Regions from separate parts of the Macaca mulatta genome. Here region 2 is linked to region 1. A link is a contact called in public Hi-C data. All regions are on one chromosome and are shown on one strand. The core of a region is the stretch at or near the end of the contact, and the rest is flanking DNA. Distances in the headings are between cores, read along the strand shown.

Evidence for each region. A called contact is a pair of places that touch in the nucleus more often than the background predicts.
Region 2: a Hi-C map of fetal cortex germinal zone shows a contact between it and region 1, with 2.4 times the contacts expected there. The contact joins the promoter of RPL11 here to the promoter of LYPLA2 in region 1. A contact is called at or near these places in 2 of 14 Hi-C or Micro-C datasets (fetal cortex germinal zone and liver).

Annotation. Positions count from the first base shown.
Region 1 is chr1:217,207,735-217,212,270 of T2T-MMU8v2.0, forward strand. It overlaps LYPLA2 (lysophospholipase 2), which reads right to left and starts at 1,895. Exons shown (of 10, transcript NM_001266699.1): 1 at 1,805-1,895; 2 at 303-406; 3 at 28-59. The coding sequence starts at 380. It overlaps PITHD1 (PITH domain containing 1), which reads right to left. Exons shown (of 6, transcript NM_001260794.1): 6 at 4,187-4,536. It also overlaps the pseudogene LOC144335247.
Region 2 is chr1:217,305,994-217,310,529 of T2T-MMU8v2.0, forward strand. RPL11 (ribosomal protein L11) reads right to left here and starts at 1,967. Exons shown (of 6, transcript XM_077970052.1): 1 at 1,939-1,967; 2 at 1,027-1,174; 3 at 1-2. The coding sequence starts at 1,944. It also overlaps the pseudogene LOC144335247.

The DNA of each region.
Region 1 (4,536 bases), core at 645-3,144:
AAGAAGCACCCCTCCTCAGTCACTTACCCTGTGTCTCCAAGTCCATGTAAAAAAATAACCTGGAAAAGGATGGAAATGGGGAGACAGGAAGGTTCCCTCTAGGTTCTCCAACTTCTGCCCACCCCTCCCCCACCCCCAAGGATCTGGAGGAACCCAGGTAGCAAACAGGTTACTACTCTGAGCTTCCTGGCCTCAGGATACTCCCTGCTCATCATTGCCACCTCCATTTTTCCCACACCCCCTCCAGCTGGTCCTCCAGCTGCTCCCACAGTGTCTGGCCGTGCGTGAAAGGGGACCCTTACCGCGGCCGTTTCCCGCTCAGCTCCAGACACGGTGGCAGCATCGGTGAGCAGGGGCACAGACATGGTGTTACCACACATACACCACACGGCTCCACGGCGGGGGCCTGCACACATTAGGGGTGGCGGTCAAGAGCAAAACCAGACACAGGACACACTCCTGGCCCAAGAGGCCACCAGGCCATCAGCCCCACACAGCACCCAGGTTCTGTCTTGGGCACAAATAGGCAAGAAGTCCCAGGGCACAGGGGAAGGAAGTCTGCCTCAGTTCCAGGGTTGAAAGGCAAAGGCAGCCACCCTAGTGGCCCAGAACATGTGTCTCTGGTTCTGGCCCAACCACAGGATCTGAGCTTGCTGGAGACAGGCAGAGGCAGGGCACAGGGACTGTAGGGCAGGGGGCAGAGGGGAGGCAGCGGCACGCCTGCTTCATTCCCCCTCTAACTCCTCAGGGGTCAGTGCTTTCCCCCTCCTCTCCAATCATCCCTGGGTCCCTGCCTCCCCAGCTCCCGGCCCTATGGGAAATACAGAGAAAAATGCCAGGGAAAGGAGCTTCCATCCCCTACTCAGTGCCGCCTCCAACCCCCATCTCAACCTCCCCTGACCCAGCCCGCATCCAGCCTTCACAGCAGTTTCTGGCCCATCCATTCCCAGACCCCCAGGGGGCTGCCCATGTCCCCAGATAGCGTTAAGAACTCCACCCAACCCCAAACTGGTGCTCCACGCCCCCCTAAACGGAGCTACCTGCTGCTGCTGCCACTGACTGCAAACGAGCCCCGGCTTGACCACGCTCTGGGACTCCCAAACACACAAAAGAATGTCAGGCTGGCTGGCCCCTCCCCATCCTCCAAACTCGCCGGCGTCCTCCAAACTCGCCGGAAGCTTCCACTACCTGCCTCCAAGTGCCTGCCCACCCCTCCCAACTGGCCTCACCTTCCATCTCTGGCCCCTGAGGGCAGCTCCCCACAATGGGATCATTCACCTGTGACCCGGGGCTCCTCTTCCCACTGGGGAACGCACCTCCCGCCCTGAGCTGCGATTCCCTTCCTTCTCCACCGTGGGGACTTGCACCTCCCGCCCAGGCTCCCTCCTTGGGGCCCAATCTGTCTCCTTCTACACCTTGAGAACTTCCACCCTGACCCAGGATCTCCTGCTCTCCACAATGGGAACTTCTGTTCTGACCAAGGGTCACCCTCCCCAGTAACATTTTCTAACCCGACCCGGGACTCGCACCTGCCCACAATGGGGCTTTGCACCTTTGACTCTGGGGAAGCCCCCGCCCCACAATGGGCTCTTCTACTTTCGACCCCGAAGTCTGTCCCATTATACCCAGACACCCCCTTGCCTAGCCCTACTCCACTCCCGAAGTCCCCAAGACTGGACAGCGCCTTCGCACCTCACTCCCCACCCCCATCCTCCCCTATCGCGGTCCCCCTCCCCGCTCTCCGGGACCCTCCCAAGGCCGACCTCCCCCATATGCCCTTCCTCTGCAGCCGCCGGCTGGCTACCTCCACTCCCTGGGGCTTCCGAGGCCGCTTGGGCAATTCTCCTCTTTCTCCCGCAGACACACACTCTTCCCCCTCGGCCGCCCCCGCCGGAACTTCCGTTCGAGTCCCGGGAACCCAGCCATCGCGCTGCCGGAAGTAGCCTGGCCGGCAGTACGGAACCCGGAAGCGGGGACCCGGCTTCGCTGGATAGAGGCTGCCATGTTGGAGGCAGTGGGGCCACTCCCTGTCATTCAGTCGTGCAGTCGCTGGGTTCTCTCCCGCTCCCACCTTGTAGAATCGAGAAAGGGCACCCAAGACTCCCACTTGCTACCACCACCCATGCGCCTCCTGGAGGAGGGCTGACCGGAAGGAGAGGCATCCCTCACACTATTGTTCGCATAAACTTTACCACCTTGCCATCCCTATGGGACACACTTCTTAAGGTCTCGGGTGTCTGCCACTGGCTTTCATGCCCTATTCCAGGATCATGAATGCAATGACACACTCCGAACCGAACAGAGCTTACAGATCTAGTTCTCCAGCCTTAAAGATGGGGAAACTGAGGTTCAAGGAAGCAAGTAAACAGCGACCTCGGGATTCCATTGAAATTCTGCCTCTCTGGATCTGCTTCCTGAGATATAAAATAACCACCTTGCCTCCTTCACGGCTTTGTTGGTAGGTTTAAATGAGGTTGTGTGAACATGCTTTATACAGTAAAATCACAGCATGATGCGTTAATCACGCAAAAAAGGACCTAGGAAAAATACAAAAGCCGTATCAGAAGAGCTGGACAAGCACTGGCAGTGTTAGCGCTGCCCTTCACAAGCAATGTCATGCAGACAGTGCACAAAACGCTGCCTTCAAGCTGAAGTGGAAATAGGTATCAGGGACCACATAAAAGTCAGAAGGGAGGCAAACTGAGTTGAAGCAGCATGTCCCTGAGAATGTGTGGGGATCTGCAAATAGGAAATGAGTCACACTTGCCCCTCAGTCACTTAGGACTCACTCTGCCAGCTTAACCTATACTAGTGTTTTCTTTGAACAGAAAGAAAACAGTACAAAGTTGAAAGCTCAACGAAGCACTTCCCCCAGGCCCAGAGGCAATTTGGTCCTAAGTACTCAACAGGTCAGGGAGCCTACAATACCAGGATTCAGGGCAGAAAACTTTGGGCCTAGGGGACCACCACAAGCCAAGGACTCGGGACTGAATGTCAAAAGAAAAAGGAGGGTAATGTCCCCACTTACGGAAGAATGAACAGTTCCTCCTGCAACCTCAATCACCTGAGACACCATGACACTTACAACAAATTCTTCAGTGAAGCTTCAAATTCAGAGGTTCAGTCCCAGGAGCTGTGATTAATGCTTTAATTAGTGGAATTAGTGAAGGGCTCATCTGCTCTAAGATTTCTAACCTTATTTTTCCCCCTACTCCAAATTTAAACATAGCCCTTCTTTTAACTCCAAAAAATGATCCAACTGAAATAAAGAGGCTGTGGCTGAGTGAATAGGACCCTTCGTGCTTTTCAAGAACAGCATTTGTATTCTGATTTATTTCAGGCTGCATTTTAGAAATTTTGAGGGCCAACAAGGTTTGGTGGTGGCAGAGTTTTCCTAGGACAGGCTGGAGAAACAGTGGCTATATCCTCCAAACAGCAGCATGGGCCAATCCCTCAGACGAATTCTCCCAAAAGGATCAGATTCAACACTAATTCCCTTTATCACCTGTTCCTGTTTTCTGCAAAGGAAAGAATACTGACCATATCAAATCCCGTTTTTAGATACTTACATTCTCTTCAATTGCTAAACTGAGTTTTAAGTCCAAAGTCTTTGGTCCACTGGCAGACCACATGAGCTGCTCAATTACTTTCTTCACCCTCATTTCTTCTGATAAGCTCCAGAATCGGTTCTCCCTCATTTTTGTAAATGTCATTCTACAAATTACTTCCCTTGTGCAAAATGAAATATAGGGTTTTTGTTGTTGTTGTTGTTTTGAGACAAGGTCTCACTCTGTCACCTCAGGCTGGGGTGCAGTGGCACAATCATGGCTTACTGTAGCCTTGACCTCCTGGGCTCTAGTGATCCTCCCACCTCAGCCTCCCAAGTGGCTGGGACTACAGGTGCACACCACCATGCCCAGCTAATTTTTGTGAAATACAGGTTTTCAACCCCACCTTCTTCTTTACTATATATGGGTGTAGGAGTGTTTTTGGTCTACTGTACAAAATTAAGCTTGACCTTTCCTGGAAAAACTGATCCAGTCTTGATTTAATTGTGGCACTTCCTATAATCTACCTAGTCCAAAACAACAACAAAAAATTTCAAAGTTCAGTACAGTTCCCCATGACATGAAAGTTGCATCACTGCTATCAAGAACTCAAAAGAAAATACAAACATTAAGTCTGGCAAGGATTTATTAGGAAGCTTATTAGTCACAGTGAATAAAAGCCATGAAAAGAAGAACTCAGATCTCCAAATTCTGGCATTGGACTTACAACACTAGTTAGAAGCTAATAAACATTAAGGAAGTTCCAAGGGAAATCTTAACTAAGTCTCAATCTTACCGACCAGATTACCCACACACACAGAAATGATCCCCATGCTCTCCCCAGACTGCTTAGCTAGGCAGTGGAAAAGACCTTCTCCCCAAGCTTAAGCTATCACGCATCAGCAGGAGACTCCTGATCTTCTAGCTATAACCACAGGACACATGTGCGTGACAGACAACTCCAAGCTGGGCAACTTGACAAGAATGC
Region 2 (4,536 bases), core at 717-3,216, 98 kb after region 1:
AGCTGCAGAAAGGGGGTAACAAGGAGTCAGATGCCATCACACCCCCACTACACTCACCTCCTTCCCAGAACACCATCTCCATGACTTAAAGAGGCATTAAGTATTCATCCACACTCTAAGTTGTGGTGTTCTAATTAGTGTCGCCTACATCTATTAATAAGATTTCATCCACAGCAGATTTTCCCATTTCCAGACATCCAGCCATCCTTCAGCAGTTAAGAACAGTCATAATGCCAAAGTTCCAAGAAGGGCAAGTTCACAACCAGAATAAGCCAAAGAAGTCACTAGTAAGATTATCATGGTCCAAAGAAAATAAAGCATTATTGACAATAATCTAGTACTTGCTAAAACCTTATTATTATACTGTTGTCCACATTTTATACGTGAGGTTTTGAGAGGTTTATTAACTTGCACAACTGGTAATAAAAAGCAGGATTGGAATCCAAAGACTTGCCACATTTCACCATCCTAAAGCAACGGCACATATACAACTCATTTTATCTTCCACAATTATCAAGTATTACACCCTCTTTATGCAAATAAAAAAGCAGAGGTCCAGAGAGCCCAGAGTCAGACCAGCAAGTGGTGAAGCCATCACTCAAACCCAGGCAATCTGTATACAACTTTTGAGATAGGGTCAACCAGGCTGTAGTGCAGTAGCACTATCATAGGCCACTGAAGCCTCTCATGCTCCTGTACAGCCCTGTTCTTAAGGCAGCCTATATAACCCTAACTGCTAATCAGATCTAATGATCTTTACTTCGTTCCTGGTATTTCCACTCTATCTCATATCCTAGTTACTTGGGAAAATCTTTACTTGGGCTAGCCTTAGCTTAAGATCTGCTCATATAAAATCCAGTGTTCCAATCCCACATGCAATCTCGAAAACAAAGACACTTTTTGGTCGGCTCATGAATTTAACGCTTTAAGTGATGCCGACTGTCACTTTCTAAACAGACTCGACAGCAGGTAAATTAAACAAACAGGCGACCCAAGTGGGTAGCCCTGTCATTTGTCACTACTCACCTTTGGAAAACACAGGGGTCTGCCCTGTGAGCTGCTCCAAAACCTTGGCAGCTCGGGTCAGTCTGTCTCCACTCTCCCCAACACAGATGTTGAGACAGAGCTTGCGGATGCGAAGTTCCCGCATGGGGTTCTCCTTTTCACCTTGATCCTGCTGCAATGGGGAAGAGCAGCAGTCAATACACTCACAGCTGAGAGCCCTGAGTTTTTACTACTTTCTATCTGCACAGCATTTTTATTTCTGCTCATCCCAAATCGTAACGAAGAAGGTATCACCGTGTTTGGGAGGCATCAAGGAACGAAGTCAGCTCGGGACCTATTCTTCCTCCACGAACGGAACAGGTGAAGAGAAAACTCAGGACAGGTATTGAGTGTTAAAGGTTACGGACACTGAGATCGAACTCTAAGAGGCTCAGGATAACAAAGAGCGCCCCCACTGTAAGGGAAACTAAGGGGAGTAAGCGACGGAATAGAACTTAACTGCTAACAGGAAACACGTGGTTATGCGACGTTCAGCATCCCACTCGGAAGCTGTCTAAAGGCTGGCACCTTCCCTAAGCCGAGCACCCGGCTAAGGTTTCCTAGCACTCAGCAAGTCTCAAGTCCCCGGAACCAGGAAAAGGCGCGGACCCTTGCCTCAGAACCCTCCATTCACCCCATCTGCCCTAGCTGCAGCCTCCTGACAGTGCTTCTGAGCTCTCCCGGCAACTGCCCGGAGCCGCTCCTAAAATGATGGCAGGGAAAGTGACAGAATTCAACCCTGCGTCCTTGGCTCGAACGGCTCTGCCAGTTTTGGGCCGGCAAGCATTGAGGGGTCCATACTCCTCGGGCTGCAGGCGAGGTAGCCCCCGCAAGCTCGGCCTGCCATGGATGGCGACGGATAAAGAAAAGCAAATCCAGATCCCAGCTACTCACCGCCATGATGGGGTGCAGGAAAAGAAAACGGAGCTTCCGGCCCAGGGCCTTATGGGCCAGGAGGCGGGCTTTTTTCCCAGGCTAACCACAGAGATCAAGAAGAGGAAGAGAGGCGCATTTGGCTGCGCAGTGCAGCGTCGGCTTCCCCCTTGTGGGTAGGGCTAGCAACTGCAAGCAACGCTGGCTGAAGACCGGGATTTGGGTTTTCCAAAAATAGTTTTTGAAAGCTCCTAGAATCAGCACGACCTTGAGTTTCCGGACCTTGAAGACGTTCTCTCCTCCCAGTGTCAGGTGCTGGTGGTGCTTGTGTGATGAGACCGCCAAAACTACATTAAATCAATCATGCAAATTATGACGCAAATTTATTCTGTAGCTGGGATTATAGGCGCGCACCACCATATCTGTCTATTTTTTTTGTACTTTTAGTAGAGATGGGGTTTCACCATGTTGGTCGGGCTGGTCTCGAACTCCTGACCTCAAATGATCCACCTGCCTTGGCCTCCTAAAGTGCTGGGATTACAGGAGTGAGCCACCACGCCGGGCACAAATAGAATTTATACAAACGGAATGGTGTGGTAGCTCAAGAGTCCCGAGCTTGAAGACAGGCAGATGTGGTCCTGTCTCGATCAGTTAGTAGCTATGTGACCTTGGGCAAGTTACTACAGGGTGAGTATTCCTAACCTGAAAAGCCTGGGACCAGATGGTTTTTGGATTTGGGATTTTTCCGGATTTTGGAATATTTGCATAAACATAATGAGATATCTTGGAGATGGGACCCAAGTCTGAACATGAAATTAACTTATGTTCCATATACACCTTATACACATAGTGTGAAGGTAATTTTATACAATATTTTAAGTAAGTTTGTTCATGAAACAAAGTTTGTATACATTGAACCATCAGAAACCAAAGGTGTCACTATCTCAGCCACCCTTGTGGACAGTCTCTGGTTGGTTGGCCTAACCATTGTTCCAGACTGTAAATGTATATGCTACTGATAAGCAATACTTTCTTATGCTTATTCACATATGAGTACTTCACAGCAAAATATATGCTATGCCATTAATACCGTGAAAAAGTAATGTGTTCAGGGCAACTAAGCAGCAGAGGAGCATCACCGGAAAACCTGGATCAGCTGTGAAGCAACAGCGACCACCGGCCCCCACCCCACCCGCCACCAGGCCAGCCGCTGTGGCTCACACCTGTAATCCCAGCGCTTTGGGAAGCCGGGGTGGGTGGATCACTTAAGGTCAGGAGTTCGAGACCAGCCTGGCCAACAGGGTGAAACCCCGTTTCTACTGAAAATACAAAAATTAACCGGGCCTGGTGGTGCATGCCCGTAATCCCAGCTACGGGAGGCTGAGGCAGGAGAATCGCTTGAACCTGGGAGAGGAAGCTTGCAGTGAGCCAAGATCACCCCACTGCACTCCAGCCTGGGTGACAGAGCGATACCCTGTCTTAAAACAAATAAACAAACAAAAAACAGCTACCACAAATGGCAGGCTTTCAGTCTCCACCTATGATGCAGTGTTTTGATTAAAAGATTACTGGACACTGTAATTTTTTTTAAGGTGAGAAGAAGCATCAGAAGCAGTTGTGGGAGCAGGAAGTGGGTCCCCTAGGGAAAAGGAGGCGTTCTCCTGGATGGCTTTTTAAAATGTTTCCTCCAGAGTCATCTGCGTTTCTTTTCTTTCTTTTTTATTTTATTTTTTATTTTTTGAGGCACGGTCTTGTTCTGTTGTCCAGGCTGGAGTGTAGTGGTGTGATCTTGGCTCATGGCAGCCATGACCTCCTGGGCTCACATGATCCTCCCACCTCAGCCTCCCACGTAGCTGGAACCACAGGTGCACACCAACATGCCCGGCTAATTTTTAAAATTTTTTGAAGAGATGGGGTCTTGCCGTGTTGCCTGGCCCACAAATCTTTAAAGATGTAACATCATGTTTCGTCTTAAATTTCTGCAACCAGCCAGGTGCAGTGGCTCATACCTGTAATCCCAACAGTTTGGGAGGCCAATATGGGAGGGTGCTTGAGCCTAGGAGTTTACGACCAGCCTGGGCAACATGGCAAGACCCTGTCTCTACAAAAAACTTATTAGCCTGGCATAATGGTGTATGTGTGTGTGTTCCCAGCTACTTGGGAGGCTGAGGTGGGAGGATCGCTTGAGTCTAGGAGGCTGAGTCTGCAGTCAACCATATTTATGTCACTGCACTCCAGCCTGGGTGACAGAGTGAGACCCTGTCCTCACACCCCCAAAAATTCTGCGACCAGCCTGTTGAATATTCAGTTTCCTTAAATTTTCTGTTCATTGTGATAGATCTTGCTTGTTTCACCTTCAGTATACCATTAAGTGGCACATGCTGGATGGATCCATCAGTACAATGCTGATGGATCTACTCTTTCTTTTTTCTTTTTTTTGAAATGGAGTCTTGTTCTGTTGCCTAGGCTGGAGTGCAGTGGCGTGATCTCAAGTCACTGCAACCTCCACCTCCCAGGTTCAAGAAATTCTCCTGCCTCAGCCTCCTGAGTAGCTGGGATTACAGGCACCTGCTACCATGCCCGGCTAATTTTTGTAGTTTTAGTAGAGACAGGGTTTCA